2 separate regions of the Hordeum vulgare genome follow, and region 2 is linked to region 1. A link is a contact called in public Hi-C data. All regions are on one chromosome and are shown on one strand. Each heading gives the region's core, a stretch centred on a gene start, on an enhancer-like site or on the middle of the called end of the contact. The rest is flanking DNA. Distances are from core to core; before and after follow the strand shown.

Evidence for each region. A called contact is a pair of places that touch in the nucleus more often than the background predicts.
Region 2: a contact with region 1 is called in a Hi-C map of leaf, with 5 times the contacts expected there. The contact joins two enhancer-like sites. A contact is called at or near these places in 3 of 6 Hi-C or Micro-C datasets (leaf and seedling).

Annotation. Positions count from the first base shown.
Region 1 is chr7H:90,739,545-90,742,542 of MorexV3_pseudomolecules_assembly, reverse strand. No RefSeq gene overlaps it. Among protein-coding and RNA genes, the nearest start is that of LOC123409643, 13 kb to the right of the region's middle. Within about 2 kb of position 1,417, at least 3 of the 3 cell types and tissues checked have open chromatin away from gene starts, as enhancers often do. A contact at or near this core is called in leaf and seedling, where this site is marked.
Region 2 is chr7H:91,006,486-91,009,483 of MorexV3_pseudomolecules_assembly, reverse strand. No RefSeq gene overlaps it. Among protein-coding and RNA genes, the nearest start is that of TRNAS-AGA, 38 kb to the left of the region's middle. Within about 2 kb of position 1,418, at least 3 of the 3 cell types and tissues checked have open chromatin away from gene starts, as enhancers often do. A contact at or near this core is called in leaf and seedling, where this site is marked.

The DNA.
Region 1 (2,998 bases), core at 168-2,667:
TATCAATCGTTTAAACCCTTCTGCCACCATAGTACTATATGAACTGATCAGTTACTTTTTCTTTGGCCCAAAAAATCTCTTAACTCAGGAGTACTATATCAACTCAGTAACTGAACGTAGCTGACTTCATGCTATTCGAAATATACATTAATCGAATCAACCATATGCCCCTCCACATAAATGATGACAACTATGGTAATTCCTAGTAGGTTAAGAGGTGAATTGTCTCCCACCAACTTAGATCTTTATAAGAGTAACAGATCAAGGGAAAGCAGACTCCTAATGTAGAGTTCTTCAGTGGCGATTGACATATATTGAACTAATAATGAATGCTTCATATGAAATTAATATCGGGAGCTTCTCATTTGGCTTGGGCGCCTTGGTTAATTTCAGTAATTGATCAAGAAAGAGTTGGATCTTATACTTTTGTTGATAAGAATATAGACGCATGTACATGTCTGATGTGTGGGACTCCAATCACCCGGTCTTCTTGGATAAGTGTTCATCTGATTCTACTGTGGTGTGGTTAGAGCATTTACAGATGGATTTAGCAAATATGACCCAATAAACGTATGACAACGCGTTGGTCAGTGATCGGGCGTGTCTGTTTTAAAGTTTATTAGTCCGTTCAAACAACTACACACCTTATTTTCCTACTCATATGTCCTGTCATTTATATGTCATCTCTACGTGGTTGATGAAGAGAATGAGAGAGAGAAAATAATAAAAAAAGAAAGAGAGATGATGGTTCGGGGTGGGTCATGTCCTATGTGACGTACTGACCGGACGCGTCTTTGAGACTTTATATCTTTTCTATATTTGTTATTAATATGAGAGTTTGCAAAAAATCCAAACGTATAAGGACCTTATATGGGTCTGGTTGGATTTTTTTTCTGTCCAGTCATTGATCGATCGGGTCTATAGACATTTGAGGAATGATTTTAGGAGACGGGATGTAGATGCTCTTGTGTGGCAAGACATATGCATGTCACGTTATAGATACTGATTCCTTCACGTTTCTACTGTTGCTATTTGCCATCGACAAAATATATGTAGTCCTGTCATGTCAGTCCTATTCATTATCCAGATTAGTGTGCCGCGTGCTCATTCGGACGGACGGCTTCTGCGCGAGGATTATTCTTTTTTTTTAGAGAGAGAGAGAGAGAGATGCGCGAGTATTGTTACGATTAAAGGACCATACAAAATCTATGGTCTGTGCCTGTGTGGATTGTGGAACATGTGCTACTTCCAATTGTTAGCAAGGTCCAAGATGGCGCTCAACTCCTTTCTGTGTGCATCACGGTCGAGGAAAGAGACGTGACTCTCCATTGTCCGTGAGGTGGCGGAAGGGACCCGGTCACGGCGCGTCGTGAGTCATCAGCCATATCCCCGAGCCCCGCACCATCCCAGGTGTCCATGCAGCCGGCCCGGGAGTGCACCAGCCATGCATCCCCACCCAGGATGCGGTCGTCCCCTGCCGTCCCGATCACCACCGCGCGTGCGGCCACAATCTTCCTCCGACTCCGTCGCGCCAACGCATGTATCCTTCGCGCCTACGTACGTCTGACCTAAGTTTGCAATCGCATGCATGGTTCTTGCCCGTTTCGCGGTACGCGGCGATGACGATCATGGCTGCACGCAGACCTGCAGTGGATACGATGGGCAGTAAGAGTACGTCTGAGGTCTGCCAGCGGCATTAGCAGCCGAGAGCACGTACGTACGCGCTGTTAATCTTCGCCGTACCAGCGCAGCCCCCCTGCGTGCATCGTTTATGGCTTCCGTTATCCGTGCCCTGACCATATCTGCATGCGTCGGCAAAATTGACAAAAATGACCCCTGAAAAGAAAGAACTCACGGAATGACCCCTCAGGGAAAATATGTCACTCGGTTGACCCTTTTGTGTGGCGCCGACCCCTAGACGCCACACTACACCGTGTGACGCCCAGCCGTTCGACGCCACACCCCCCGACCACCTGGCAGAGAGGGCCCATCCCCCAGGCCGTGTGACGCCTAAGCCTCAGGCGTCACACATTACAATGTGTGGCGTCGAACGCTTAGGCGCCACACATTGACTTAACTGCCCACGGGCCAGCCCCCTCCCCACCCCCTCCCCACCCCCTCCTCATTCCCCTCCCCCATCCCCCTCTCCCAGCCACTGGCCGACCCCTCCCTCAAATCCTTCTCTAAATCATCAAATCTGAAGGTTTGGACCGCGCATTTGTTGTCCAATCACTCCCCTAAGGTAATCCCCACCTCTCCCCTCATTCTCATCCAAAGAAAAATCTTTTGTGTTCTTTTTTTGCAAATTTGAGGAAACCCTAGTTTTTCATGAAATGTGGGATGTATATGATATTGTTGGTTTTGTTTGTATGTTAGGATAAGGGGTATGATGGGGTTAGGATTAGGGTTGTTTGGATGTTTGCATTATGGTTGTTTTAGGGTTAGGCTAGGGTTAGGCTATGGTTAGGCTAGGGTTAGGGATGTTTGGTTGTGTTAGGATTATGATGGGGTTAGGGTTATGGTTGTTTGGAAGTTAGGCTAGGGTTATTGTAATTGTATGATTGCTTATAAAAAGGTTCTATGTTTTGTTGTTTAGGGATGGGAAGAACATGTGTTTATGTTCATCACATGGACAAGGATGCCTTTTTAAAAGGCAATATTGATCCAGACCCGGATGACCTTGACATGGTGTTCGATTTGTGTCCTAGCTATGGTGAATTGTTGGAACAAGTCCGAAAGGATTTGAATTGGATGGACCCTAGTGATGTAGTTGAGTTTGATGGTAGACATAATGTGGGATTCGGAATGCACATTCGTTGGAAGACCATGCGTGTCAACTCCGAGCAACGTTGGCTTGCATACAAGGATACGCTGGCCGAATCACTAGACAAGGCTCTAGAGTTATTTGCCATGAAAACAAATGTTCCTAACTTGTTGGATTTGAACCGGGTTTCCTCTTCAATTGTTGAAGCTATTCCTGCACCCATCAACGAAGAGG
Region 2 (2,998 bases), core at 169-2,668, 270 kb before region 1:
ATAGTTGGTTATGGGTTTAAACAGTTTGGTTATAAAAGGTTATAAACTATGGGTCCAAACCGGTTTATAAGCATTGGTTATGTGCAATAACCAAAGATGACCGAGAACGAATATCTTTGATCTGCATGCATGTTTTAATGCACTATGTAATTATGTATTATGGAGAAATAGCACATGAAATCAGAAGTGTTTGCTTGTGCTTTGGTTAAGTAATTTTGTTTTAATACACTTGTTAGTAAGCTATTCACGCGTGGGCATTTTTTTGCCTTTTGATATGTGTTGACTTTATCTCAAGGATAACTTTGTTCTCAAACTGTTGTAGATGCACTTACGTCTTTTTTTATCTCATTTGCTTATTAACTTGTCAATTTGTGCAATTATATATACATTAAAACAAACCCATAGTTATGTATTGGTTTTAAACCCACGGTTATGTATTGGGTTTAAGTTGGTTTGGATGAAAAAAATAATGGGTTTAGTTTTGGTTGGACTGAAAATGATATCAAATGGGTATGGTTTAAGTATGGTTTTGGGAGATAAATGTATGGATATGGTTAAGTTTGGTTCAAGTATGAAACCGTTCTCAGGTTTAGTCCAACCACATGCATGTTTTGGAAGAATTTTATTTATAAAATTGTGTAGCTTTTTAAATACGAGAACACATTTTGAAATATGAATTTTATTGCAAACATGAAAATTTTGAAAGCAAGAACATTTTTTTGCAAGCCATTATGTTTCGAAGCACAAAAATTTAAATATAATTGCGGAAAAAATTGTGAACACAAGAATTTTTTCTAAAATTAAAAACAAAAATTTGAAAATGTCAAACAAAAGGAATAGGAAAAGGAAATAAAAAATAAATACAAAAATGAAAGCGAAAAGTTTGTGGAAATTTTGTGAGATTAACTCTTTTTGTAAGACAAGAACATTTTTTAGGAATCCCTAATATTTCATGAAAATATCAAAAAAATTCTAAAATTCCATGCATTTTTTGAAGTTATGAATATTTTTGAAAAATGGTGATCATTTAAAATATAAAACATTTTTATAAATAAGAATGTTTTTAAATTTTAAGAACGATTTTCAAACATAAGCATAGTTATAAAAACAAAATAATCTTGGAAAATAAGAAGAAACATAAACAGAAACAGAAAAACAAGAAAAGAAGGTAAAAAACAAAAAAACGGTCTAGTTTCCAAAACCGGTGATAACCGAAACCGGATCGGCCCAAATGTTCTTGTGGGATGTGCGGAGTCTCCTCAATTTGCCGCAAAATGTAACGAATAGGGTTTTTCCTCGGTCATGGCCTCAGCAGCTAGCAAGCTTGTTGTGCATCCGTTGCCCCGTGTCCAACCCCGGCAGAAGAGCTACGGGAACGGATTGGGTCGCGGAACCAGCGAGATGCCACACCACATGCATGATCCGGCCGGTCGTCTGACCCGGGAACCTCCCGTCAAAAATGGACGTCCCTGTCGTACGCTGGCCGGCGGTCGATCGATGAAACGGACGTCCTCCGATCCGATCCGACCGACCGCGACGTCCCGTGATCGCGACAAAGACCGGCGACTCATCATTCTTCAGCTTGTCACGGGCATGCGTGCTCTAATTTGGCGCCTCTCCATTGCTTTTTTACTACTACACGGTTGGGTCAAGTTAATTACTAGCCTAGCTGCTGCCCCGTTTCACTCTTGCCGTCTCGCTCGATGCGGCTTAACTATTTTCCTTCTTCTCACGAAATGTTTCCTTTCAGAATTACCCTTGGATCGATCCCCTGCGTACGTACGTACCCATCCTACGGCCCTACACCGGGAGTGCCTTTTTGAGCGAGGACCGGTGCTTATTTAAGATGTGTCGGCTTAGGCCCCCAGAAGTTGTGTTCTCTGTACGCTGCCTACAGCCTACTGGGCCTGACCAAAGTAGTTCCACACAGGCCAACAATCTTAATTCACTAAGAAAAAAGAATGTCTAGATTAGCGATCTGGGGCATTGGCGTATACCATATATAGCCGCCAGCAGCAAGGTTTCTCGTACAGAAAGCAAGTCCTCGATTCTTTCTTCTCTAATACCCCAAATCTGTAATTTGGTCTTCCAATTCTTCTCCAATAGACCCCAGCTGGCCTAAACGACAGTTGATGGATCAAAATGCACACCCCGACAGGCCTGTGTTCTCCAAGTTCTGCTCGTTGGATCCAAACCTGAAATCGATCTAGGTTTGTTAAAATCAGTCGTTGCTCTTTCTTTTGACTACTTCGTTGCCATGTAATTGTTTCAAACGAAAAACTTTCTTTCCGTGTACTAATTAAGAACAAGAAAAGCACCATATGAGAATACAAATTATTTCCCAATAAAGAACATGTTTTGTGCCCATTGACAATTTTGAATTCTATTAGATGCATGGACATAAACCGATATGCTTTCTTCGATGTGTTCTTTTAGCTGATCAAAATTTTCTTGCAAAGAGTTAGGTGACTATGGATCAAGCTACGAGTTCAGTAATTGTACTACAAAAAGAAAAGGACATGATGCTACTGTTGAAGGTATTTCATCATGAAAACCTTGAGTAGTAAATCTTATTTTGCTGTAGAATACTAAATCTGAATACTTGCTTTGACATGGTATTTTGTCAACAAATTACAGATGTGGCAAACTTATGCTCATATTATTAAGAAATCGTCCATGTTTTAGTAATTTGTTTCGCGTCACCAACATTGCCTTTCCTACGCGCGTCCTGTGATTCTCCTATGCGGCCTAATCTGTGATGCGGGCAATACCGCGGATTTGGTTTCAAGCCGAAGACGCCTTGTTGCTAATCCTCACGCTGCCACAAATATTGTCAAAAGACCTCGCAATTCAGAGAAGGTAAGCAAACATCTAAGAGCAACTCTAGTAGACTCCACAAAAGAGGCAAACCCGTAAAAGTCCGGCGAGTATGTGGGTTAGGCCCATTTTTCTGACGAGAACAAAGCCCGCATACTCGTCCGTTCCGTAAAAAAATTTG